2 separate regions of the Mus musculus genome follow, and region 2 is linked to region 1. The links are chromatin contacts, called in public HiChIP or PLAC-seq maps. All regions are on one chromosome and are shown on one strand. Each heading gives the region's core, a stretch centred on a gene start, on an enhancer-like site or on the middle of the called end of the contact. The rest is flanking DNA. Distances are from core to core; before and after follow the strand shown.

Region 1 (5,534 bases), core at 1,752-4,251:
TATTTTTCTTTTTAAAATTTATTTTATTTTATCTTGAGGCAAGGTCTCTGTGGCAGTTTGAATGAGAAATGTCCCCATAGGCTTGGGTGTTCGAACACTTTGGTATCCAGTTGGTGATGCTATTTGGAGAGGTCTTGGAAGTGTAGCCTTGCTGGAGGAACTATCTCAGGCAGGCTCTGAGAGTTTACACCCTTCTCCACTTCTGGTTAGTTCTCTCTGCTTTGCTCCTACAGTCGAGGATGTAAGCGTCCTGACCATTGTGTCTGCTGCTACAATTCCCCGCCATGATGGACTCTTCTCTTTCTGGAGCTATAAGTTCAAGTAAACGTTCCCTTCTGTAAGTTGCCTTGGTATTTTATCACCACAACAGAAAAGTAACTACTACAGTCTTTTTTTTTTTTAAAGAAATATTTATTTACATTTATTTTATCTATAGGAGTATACTGTAGCTGTCTTCAGACACACCAGAGGAGGGCATCAGACCCCATAACAGATGGTTGTGAGCCACCATGTGGTTGCTGGGAATTGAACTTAGGACCTCTGGAAGAGCAGTCAGTGCTCTTAACCTCTGAGCCATCTCTCCAGCCTCTACTACAGTACTTTTATGTGGCCCTGGCTGACTTGGAACCTCCCAGGTAGAAGAAAGCAGCCTTGAACTTGCAGCAGTCCTCTAGCCTCTGCCTCCTGAGGGCTGGTATTATGGGCTTTCACTGACACTTCCATGCCCATCTGTACATTTAAGTGAAAGGCTTTGATGCTAATGCCACCCTCAGGCTTGTCGTTTTCTGTCTTGGGTTTTGGGATGAACAGAAGAGCTAGAGCCAGTTTCTGAGCTCTGAGTTATGCAATCGTGATCAAAGCTAAGGCAGGAGCACAGGCATGGTCCCCATCAGCAGCTTTGATGACTCCTGGGTGAGTCACTGTTGGAAAAACAGAGCGGGAGATAGTCTATGTAATCAAGAAGAAATCCTTTCCCATGGGGCATTCTCCCTGGTAAATGATTGTCTGCCAGGAGCCTTTGCGATCCTTTGCCCAGCTGCAGAGCTGATGGGGGCTGGGGATTGTCTGGAGAGTCACCTGAGGGGATGGGCTAGCAGTCTTGGGGATACTTCTCAGGGCCCCCCCTGTTCAAGAGGAACAGCTGGCCGGCCGAGTTATCTCTACCATCCTTCTTTGCTCTTATGTTGGGTAGCTGAAAAAGAAGTTTGTAGAAGAAACTCAGCCCTACTGCCTGGTGGGTGTCTGTGGGAGAGGAGCTGGGGGGGGGGTTGATGTTTTTCTTTTAAGAGGGAGAGAAGGGAGGAGGAAGACGGAAGAGGAGAAGGGGAGGAAGGAGGAAGAGAAAGAGGAGCTTAGCTGAAGGTAATCTTTTTCAGATGCTCTTTGTTTCAAGACCTACAACTGTAGCCCTAAGGAGAGAGAGTTTGTGCTGGGTGCTCACACCCCTTCTCCCCAATATCCCATTCCCCTGGGACTTGGTCTCCTGGTCCTCAGCCCTGGCAGAGGCAAGCTTATCTTTGACTAAGCCTGACTCAGCCACCCCTGATGGCGTCTTCTGGGCTATTGCCCTTCCCAGGATGTAATCGTGTATGCTCTGTGGGCAGACGGTCTGTAACAAATTTCTTAGGATGGAAACCAAATGACTATAAAAATAGTTGGGCCAGATTGCTGGAATGCACCACGGCTCAGGAGTAGCCCGGGGATGTCTGAGCCCAAGCTAGTGGCTGGCAAATGAGGCTCATACCCACTTTCTTCCATCCTGTCTACCTCAAGGTACCCATTGCATGTCAGCTCCAAATGGGAACAGAGGATGATGCGAGCTCGGGCACCTTCTTAGAGGCTCGCTTTTAGTATGCATTTCCAGAAAGCTTCCTGGTACAGATCAGATACTCCCTGACTTACCTGGCCCACCCGAGGTTGGCATCAGAAGCCAAAGTTCCAAGGGAGACAGCGTGGAATGAGCCATCTCCACAGCTCCCAGAAGCTTTGTTCAAGGGACAAGTCCCCTTTTGGGGTGACTGGGGAGTGGTAAAGCCAATTTCGAATGAGTTTAGTCTCTAGAATGCTGGCCACCTGAAGATGTGGTTTTCAACTAGAACGTTCCCCTTTCCTGTCCCTCCTTTGTCCCTGGAGGACTCAGGTTGGAAGCCCTGCTCTCCCCTCCTTCACCAGGGATTGCTAAAGGTGGGTCAAACAGTCAAGGAGGCCAGAAGATGTTGGTGGCTGTGATGGGTAATACTGATGGTCAGCTTTCCAGAACATAGAATTGAAGAGACAACCCCCTGGGTGTGTCGTCTGTAAGGGGCTTTTCTAGATACAGTTAACTGAGGTGGGAAGGCCCCGCCCTGATGTCAGATGGCACCAATCCTACTGCACAAAAAGGGGAAAGCTAGCTGAACCCCAGCTATTCATCTCTCTTTGTTTCCTAACTGCAGATGCAACATGCTGGACCAGCTGGCTCACCCTATCATGATGGAGTGAGCCAAAATGAAAATAAACGGGCCCATCTTTCAAGTTGTTTTTGTCAAGCATTTTGTCACAGCCAAAGCAACACAGTGGCCTTATGGAGAGTCTTGGCAATGGATACCTTGACACCTGGTCCAAGGTATTCATTCCAGGCCAGAGACAGCAGGAGCAACGACACAGGAAAGCAAAAGGGCTTGGAGGTGGAGCTTTGTCAAACCCTGGCCCAGTCTCCTCTTCCTCCCTGGGTGCAGGAGCTGCTCATGCGCCTGTGAGCACAAAAGTCAGCGAGGCAGGGAGTTCCCATCAAATGCAACTGGTTAGATCCTGGGACCAGCCATGCATGGGAAGGTCTGAGTATGAAGGCGTTTGCTTGCTTGTTTGTTTGTTTGTTTGTTTGTTTGTTTGTTTGTTTTGCACAAACTAAATTAAAGGCAAGGATGGGACATGTGCGAAGGATCCTGAGCACTGCTGCAGCAGGAAGCCTCCGTTTGTGAGGCAGTGAAATCACCGTATATGGCCTGAGAGGAAATCCTCAGCAAAGATGCAAATAGGTCACCAAGTAATAGCAAAACTATGCAGCTGACTGGAGATGCTGTGCAGCCTCTGCAGCTGAGCAAACTCCAGGACCAAGAGGGCCACAGAGGATGGGGCACAGGAGACTCTCCCTTGTGCCGCTGCCCCCCCCCAGCCAGTGTCTAGCCCCCTCGTCCTATCTCCCCATTGGGATCTGTCCCTAGTCTCTCCAGAGTCCCCTTGTTCCAAGTGGCTGAGATCAGGCAGGGACAGGAGTTTGTTGGACTCTTGCTGGTGACTAATGCAGTACTTGAACAGGAAACAGACTGCAAAAGACTTAGGAGACACTATAATTAGCTCATGTCCTAAAAACACTCACTTGGGAAGAAATGGAATTAACACACTGGGAGGAGGAGGAGATACAGCTCCCAAGCAAGCTGAGGCATCATCCAGGAAGTGAGCCTTCCTCCTAGGCAGCTGCCACACTGAGTGTACCCAGCTCTGCTCCCGGAGCCGACCACCAAGCAAGCCCTGCTTACTGCCAATAAGATTGTCTGTGGTTCTGGATAAGCCAGATTCACAGGGACGTGATATACTAGGATATGCATGAAGGACTGAGATTCGGAGTTCAAGAGGGTGAAGGCTCTTGCTTTGGGCTATTACGGATTGTATGTAAACATTTTCTCATAGGCTCATGTGCTGGAGCACCTGGTCTCCAGCTGGTGGCTCTGTTTTGGGAGACTGTGGAGCCCATAGGGGCCATGGTCTAGAAGGAGGAAGTGGATCTTTAGTGGCTTTCCATATCCTTTTCCAGTAGATTCCTTCTCAACTTCATGTCTTTGGTCATAACCTACTAAGTATAGTGAGTTATGTATAGTGGGGCCACATCCTTAAGGAAGATTGATTCACATTACTGTGACAAAATATCTGGGGGGGGGAGGGACAACTTAAGTGGGGGGTGGGTGTTTTGGCTCACAGTTTGAGGATATATAGTCCATCACCACGGGAAACCATACATCTGGCCCATGGTCACAGGAACACCTGGCAGCCTCTTTGTACCTTGTATCACTAACTGCAGAGCACATACAGAAACCTTCATTTAACCCTCCAGGCCCTCTGCCCAGAGGCCTACTGCAACTATCAACTGCTAATAGCTCTTCAGTAAGGCGCGGGACCTGGGAAACTCTGGCTGGTTTGATCCTGTGCAGGTAAGGACAGCAGATGTAAGTTCACAAGTACAGTCGCCATATCACGTCCAGATGGCAGCATAAAACAGAGCTCCCCCCCCCATCCTCCTCTGTGATGTTCCCTGAGCCTTGGGGCGTGGGTGACAGGGTAGGGCTGGGTTGATATAGATGTCCCATTTGATGTTCAGCATTCTTGTTAAGTATTTGGACACAGTTACAAGAAAAAAATAAGATCCCGGAGAAGCACAAAGTAGAGGTGATGATACTTTAAGAAAATCTCTTCTGATTGCTTCAGATTCCTCTATAAGCCAGGCTGCAGTGATCCTAGCAGCCTGAATCCAGTGATGGAGTAGAGAGCAAGTCAAGAGAATTGGCCTTGGATAAAGGGCAACTTGGGGTTATAATACTCGCCAGGACACTGAGTTACAAGGTCCCTTAGAGTGGACATTAGTAAGACTGTTGTCTTTTTGTGTGTGTGTTTTTTTTCCTAGTCTGCGGGACTTCAAATCTTTTATTTTTCAAAGCATTACAGCTTGTCTTCAAAGGAAAACCAGAAAATAGATCTATCCTGAATCCGGTGGGAGCCCACATTTCCTGGCGTTTATACAAAGCACCCGTTCCCTACAATGCCCTGGGGGCCCACAGAACACTGTTTGGAGTGCACAGATCTAGAGTCCTGACCCTTGGGGTTGGCCATCCAAAACTCTTTTTTCATGGTCCTTTTACTTCCTCCACACAAAAATTATTGCTAAAATAGCGAAAAGCGGTGACTATTTCTGGACTGGCATTGTCTAGAAATGTCAGTCAACACAGAAGGACGATTCATGTCTCTCAAGCCCCTGCCAACGGCTTAACAGCCTCGGAGCTCCATGATGAACAACACGCAGAGCTCACTTAGTTCTCCCTCTCCTCGGGAGCCTCAGCCTCTGCCGTGTGCTCTTGCAGCACCTCTTCTGAGAGACAGGTGCCATTTCCTATCCAGTGAATGGGAGCCGGCGTGGGGATTTGCTTCAGACAGTGTTTAGTGGAAGTGATGGGGCCAGCTCCAGGCGGGCCTTATGAAGCTTTGTGTCTTCCTCCTCTTCCTCCTCCTCCTTGCCCTCCTCCCCTAAACCCCACGTTCCTGCTACTGCCAGAAGAATAATTCTAGGCTGGCCTGCTGAGGACAAAGCAGAGGTGTCTCTGGAGAGGCCACACCAGACCAGCCACCCCCAGTTCACCTGCTGTCTGTCTGCAGAAGCATCAGTCACTAGACTCCCGCGGGATCATTAGTGATGGCCTCTCTGGGGCCTGTGTTTGGAGGAGTCTGTTCCTGCTCCAGCTCTTTCCATTGCTGAGTGACAAACCGCCCACTGCTGAGTACTTTAT
Region 2 (5,534 bases), core at 2,136-4,635, 250 kb after region 1:
ATGTGCCCCATGCAGCTCTTCCTTTTATGTTTGAATGGAGCCACCATATGTGATGCATCTGCATGAGTGAAATCCCAGCAGGACTCCTGGGAGGTCCCGTCACTCCATTTTACAGATAAGAAAGCTGAGGCTCAGAGAGAGAAGTGACTGGCCCAAAGTGTTGCTCCCCTATGAAGGGGTATAACAAGGTAGGGCTGGAGAGAAGGTTCAGATTTCTGCTCCCCTAAAGGACCCACCCAGCCTTGGATTTGGATCCCAGCAGCCATGTCAGGAAGCTCACAGCCTATATAACTCCAGTATAACTCTGCTGTCTTCAACTTAAACACACACACACACACACACACACAAATAAATCTTTTAAAAGTAACAACAACCACAAAAGAGAGATTTCAGTCAGTCTCTTCAGGAGCCAAACCCAACTCTGCCAGCTGTGATACCATACAGACAAGGGCTTTTCTGAATAGTGTGTGTTCATTCATCCATAATAATGAACAATGGCTTGTCAATGGTATGTATCCAGAGTGACCACCTAATAAATTACAGCTTCCCTAGTCTTTCAAGATGTTGGCACTTTTCTTTTTTTTTTTTCTTTTTTTTTTTCTTTCTTTTTTTTTTTTCCCGAGACAGGGTTTCTCTGTATAGCCCTGGCTGTCCTGGAACTCACTTTGTAGACCAGGTTGGCCTTGAACTCAGAAATCTGCCTGCCTCTGCCTCCCAAGTGCTGGGATTAGAGGCGTGCACCACCGCCGCCTGGCTTGGCACTTTTCTAGCTTGGCACTTTTCTAGTTAGTTAATTGTTCAACAAACTAGCACCGAGAGGCAAGCCTGCCCACGAGCCACCCCCCTGGGTCCTGCCACACGTTGGCTGTGCAACCCGAGACAAATGTCTCTGAGCTCTAGTGTTAATGTATACAGCTCATAGAATTGTTGAGAAAAGGTCCAATACTGGAAAGCATGGAAAACAATGTTGGGGCCTCTGGGCATTCCACTGATGTGTGCTGTCAGGCTCTAGGGTGTGGCTCTTGTTCACAGGATGTCAAGCCAGCTTTTAGTATTAATGATACTTGTATTAAACCAATTAAAATTTGTTTACAGTGAAACAAGTTTTAATTGGTCTAAGGTAGGTTTCAACTTTCCTTTTATTTATTTATTTTTTAAGGCAGGGTCTCACTATGTGGCTCTGGCTGTCCTGGAACTCATATGTAGACCAGGCTGGCCTTGAACTCACAGAGATCCACTTGTCTCTACCTCCTGAGCAGTGGGATCAAAGGTGTGCGGCACTCCGTTCCTCTAAAGCTTTTTCTTCCTTATGTATTTGTGTGTGGGTATGTGTACCTGAATGCAGATGTCCTTGGAAGCCAGAAGAGGTCATCAAACCCCCTGCAGCTGGATTTAGGGAGGGTTGTGGGCCTCCTGATTTGAGTTCTGGGAACTGAACTCAAGCCCTCTGCAAGAACAGAGCATGCTCTTGACCAGTGAGCTGTCTCTGCGGCTCCTGGGGTCAGGAGTATTGACTGGAAAGCTCGGGCCCGTCTTTATTCCTCACTGCAGGACTTAAAAGGCAGTGGTAGTGTACATGCGAACATAGCTGTGAGCCAGGCAAGGATGGAACTCCGGTGATCCCAGCTTGGGAGGTCCATCTGCGAGGATGGATGCAAGTCTCCGCCTGGGACACAGAGTAAGACCTTGTCTCAAAACACTAACAGCAAAGAATGACAGACGAACGGAAAATAGAAAAGAAAATCCTAGTGCTTCAATCATGTGTTAAAAGTGTTTAGCCAACTGGGAAGACGGTTGGGTGGGTAAAGAAGCTTCCTATGCAAGCCTGAAGACCTGAGTTTGACCCCACAACTCACACCGACAAGAATAATCAATACAGCGTTTAGATGGCTGGCTACTCTTTTCTGGTTGTTACTGGTCTTGGTGCCTTTCAGGTGTGGTCTCATTTTTCAGCAGCTTGGTGTACTGTATGACAGAGTCACACCCTGCTAGAAGGTATTCAAACCGTTTCCTATTGCCAGGCACTTAAGCTTTTTGTAACGATTTACTGCTCCAAACAATGGTGCATTAAGCCTGCTTGCAAACAAATAAAAGTATCCTATTTCAGTTTACCAGCCCCATGAATTCCTTCTTTATTATTTTTTTAGGTAGAATATAAAATAATGTATTTCATCATAGTGTATGTGTATATATATACATGTATATGTGTTATAAGACTAAACTTTGTTCATATTCCCTGTGGCTGTCTTCATCTGCCCACCTTCCTTCTGCTGGTCTCCGTTACCAACCATAAATTCTTAGAAGTAGAATTGCTGTCTCAAGTTTTTTGAGTTTGAATTTAGCTATATATGTCCAGCTTGGTATTCAGGAAGGAGATGCAGGTAGTGGGGTGGCTATAAGCAAATATCCCTATACTTTATATTTCAGGGCTAAAAACAATTGTTTTTTTTTCTTCCTATGAATTCAGTCCTGCCTTCTGCATTCAGAAGGCAAGGCAGAAAGCCTGGCATTTGCCGAAGACTCTGTATAGCAAGATTTTGTTGTTGGTTTGGAGAGAGAGAGAGAGAGAGAGAGAGAGAGAGAGAGAGAGAGAGAGAGAGAGAGAGAACGAGAATGAATCAGTATACAGTCCAGGCTAGTCATGAACTTGTCACCCTCCTGCCTCAGCCTCTGAAATTCTGTGATTATAAGCATGTGGCATCCATACCTGGTTTGATGCAGCGAAGTCTGAGGCTAGCCTAGACTACATAGTGAGATTCTGACTCAAAAAAATTAAAACTTAATACAGAATTATAACTTTTCTTGTGAAGAAGACCTGTCATTTGAGTCCCCCTGAGCTCTGGTTTTGTTGGGGATGTGCCCATACATTTCTAAGTGATGAATTCCTAAGATCCTGTCTCCAGCATTTAGTGTTCACAGACATTTCTGGAGTTCAAGGCAAAAGGCCTTTGTGTTTCTAGCATTCCCTCTTCTCCCAGGCCGACTGCCTCTGGTTTCCCAGCCTTTGCCGACTGGGCTCTCTCTTGACTTTTGGGATAAATATTTAGAGATTGTGTGTTCTTGTGGCATGCTTGCCTTTGATGCAGAGGGTCCAGGGTTCTGATTGGAGGAAGCCTCTAGCCCTATGGAGATCCAAAGCTGCCAGCCAGTCGGAGCCCCTCTGCCTCTCCAGTTCTTGCAGGCAGGCGCCCTGGAAGGTTTGCAGGGCTCTCCTGCCCTCCTGCAGTGCACTTGGCTAGAGATGAGACTTAAGACTGATTTCCTTTTAGGGATAATTGTGCAGCCAACCAGCAGCAGAAAACCCAGTGACAGGGATAATGACATCCAGGGCCTTGAGAAGGAGCAGAGAGAAGGGCAGAGTGACTCATGAGCCCCTGCATCCTCCCAGAACATTCCAAGAACTGCCTGCCTGCTGAGTTCACACCCGGAGACTATTATCCTACCAGGGGCAGCAAGGCCAACTGCTGAGTGTTAGCCCCAGGGAGGGGATTGCAGATGCCCTGGAAGGAACAGCCCTGGAGTTGAATTTCCATCTTGGGAAGGAGACACACCACACTTTCCTCTTCAGCCTAGCTTCTAGGGACTGGTCCTCTGGAGGGACACAGACCTCAGAGCTGCTTGGGCCTGGCCATATCATTTGTTTCTTTGAATGTCAGTTTTCCATCTTCTAAACAGGGATCAAAAGGCCTTGAAGCAATGTTGGGGAGCGACTGAAGAAGGGTATTGTTTGACATGAGCACAGCCTTGTCAAGAACCCCAGTGTCTCAGACCCATGGAAGTGGCAAAGCGTTCCCTGGGTGAGGCTCAGAGGATGGTAGAACCTTCCTCTTGTCCATGTGTGGATACTCACAGTCGCTCCAGAAAATGCCCACTGTAACTTTCTCCCTGCTCCGCGTGCTGATGTCCTGAAGACTGCTCCCCTACACAGGCTGCTTGTGTGGAGACTAGCTAAGCCTGCCTCCTTGTTTGCCTGTGTATAATAAACATGCTGATCGTCTCTGTCAGGCCTAATCCCAGCTTTTCTCTGTATGTGTGTATTATTTCTATACAAGGATGCAACAGAGCGGTCTCTAACACAGCTAGTAATGAGTTCATGTTGGGGTCTTGGCATGCCACACAAAAATGTGTGCTGTTACTGTGCTGGTGTTTCAACCTTCCCTTTGGCCTCACCCTCCCCTAAAGCTTGGAATATACTGTAAAGAGCTTGCAGAGGTCACAGTTATATGAAATGTATATTACACAGAAAGATAGATTCATTGGATCCCATTAAATGACTAGCTGTGAGGTAGGATTTTGCTATTTTAATTACACTTATTTACTGTATGCTGTACATGCATGAGGGGTCAGAGGACAGCTTACAGGAGTCAATTCTCTCCTTCTGCTAAGTAGATCCAGGGGACCAAACTCAGGTCATCAGCCTTGGTGGCAAGCTCCTTTACCAGCTGTGCCTCTTGGTGGCCTCAGGCTTTGCTTTTATCTCCTTCTGTGTACTGAGTTACAGAGCTGGAGTAATCAGCTCACTGTAAGTGGTGGGGCCAGCATAGCATTCAAAGCAAGGCTGTCAACTCTAGGACCTAATGTCCCCTAACCATTAGGTTATCCTGCCTCTCAGCGTATCTACGTTTCCATAGGAGAGTTTTCAAGTATGAGCCAGGAAAGGATGTTTTTCTTATTCTCTTAATTAAAACAAAACAAAACAAAACAAAACAAAACAAAACAAAGAAAAAAAACCCAACTGTTACTTTTCTCAGGATAACAAGATAACATAAAGAAATGGAACTGTATACAGGAGTCTGTGTAGATTGAGTTGGGGCAGCTTTGAGGTTCTTGATTTTTGCAGACTGGATGTCCTGGGTATATGTTTGTTCCACAGCTTGGCTTTCCTGGGGCTCCAGTTGGACAACTGGAGTCAAGCTGGTTTGCACCCAACTCTATTAGATGAGTTCCGTGTGTGTGTGTGCGTGTGTGTTCCTATCTATTCATTCTAACATTCTTTTCTTATCTGTCAAGGCTTCATAACAGACACCTCACCTCACAGGCCAGGGCTGCACACACCCTGAGTCACCATCACAGACACAATCACACTTGGCACTTAGCTTATTCATCCCCAGTATTTCCCATGGGTTTTACTACTGTAGTTTTTTTTTTTCATATGAATACACATTTCTATGAACCGCCCCCCCCCCCATGGCATTTCCGGTTGCCATGCTCCCGTGAACAGGGGGATGACTTTAATTGACTGTGATGGAATAATATTCTGCCTGGAAGACATGCTGTAGCTTGCCAACTGTTCCTCCAGTAGTTAAATCTCCATGTATTTGCCATTACAGAAATGCTATGGGTATAGCTTTGTTTCTAGAAATATTTTCCCACATGTAATATTACTTCTGTAAGGGTTGATTTCATGGGATGGAATTACTGAGTTAAACATTAAGAAATTAGAAATTTCCCCCCTTCTCTGGTGGTGGTGGTGACTAATTATTTATTTTTTTAACACTCTTGCTGCATAGCCCAGATTGACCTCAAATCAAGAT

What was found. HiChIP or PLAC-seq counts read pairs in DNA pulled down with a chosen protein or histone mark.
Region 2: an HNF4G HiChIP or PLAC-seq map of pancreatic cancer cells shows a contact between it and region 1. The contact joins two enhancer-like sites. A contact is called at or near these places in 1 of 15 datasets of contacts at CTCF or cohesin (the NIH/3T3 cell line), 2 of 484 Hi-C or Micro-C datasets (embryonic fibroblasts and trophoblast stem cells) and 1 of 115 datasets of contacts at active chromatin or transcription factors (pancreatic cancer cells).

What each region holds. Positions count from the first base shown.
Region 1 is chr7:112,201,455-112,206,988 of GRCm38.p6, forward strand. Gm39070 (a long non-coding RNA gene) reads left to right here. Exons shown (of 3, transcript XR_001778349.2): 2 at 234-337; 3 at 2,436-2,538. Among named protein-coding and RNA genes, the nearest start is that of Gm39070, 4.6 kb to the left of the region's middle. Within about 2 kb of position 3,002, at least 94 of the 459 cell types and tissues checked have an H3K27ac peak or open chromatin away from gene starts, as enhancers often do. A contact at or near this core is called in the NIH/3T3 cell line, embryonic fibroblasts, pancreatic cancer cells and 1 more, where this site is marked.
Region 2 is chr7:112,450,721-112,456,254 of GRCm38.p6, forward strand. All of the region lies in intron 1 of Parva (parvin, alpha), which reads left to right. Gm45998 (a long non-coding RNA gene) reads left to right here and starts at 689. Exons shown (of 2, transcript XR_001778261.2): 1 at 689-5,534. Within about 2 kb of position 3,386, at least 116 of the 459 cell types and tissues checked have an H3K27ac peak or open chromatin away from gene starts, as enhancers often do. A contact at or near this core is called in the NIH/3T3 cell line, embryonic fibroblasts, pancreatic cancer cells and 1 more, where this site is marked.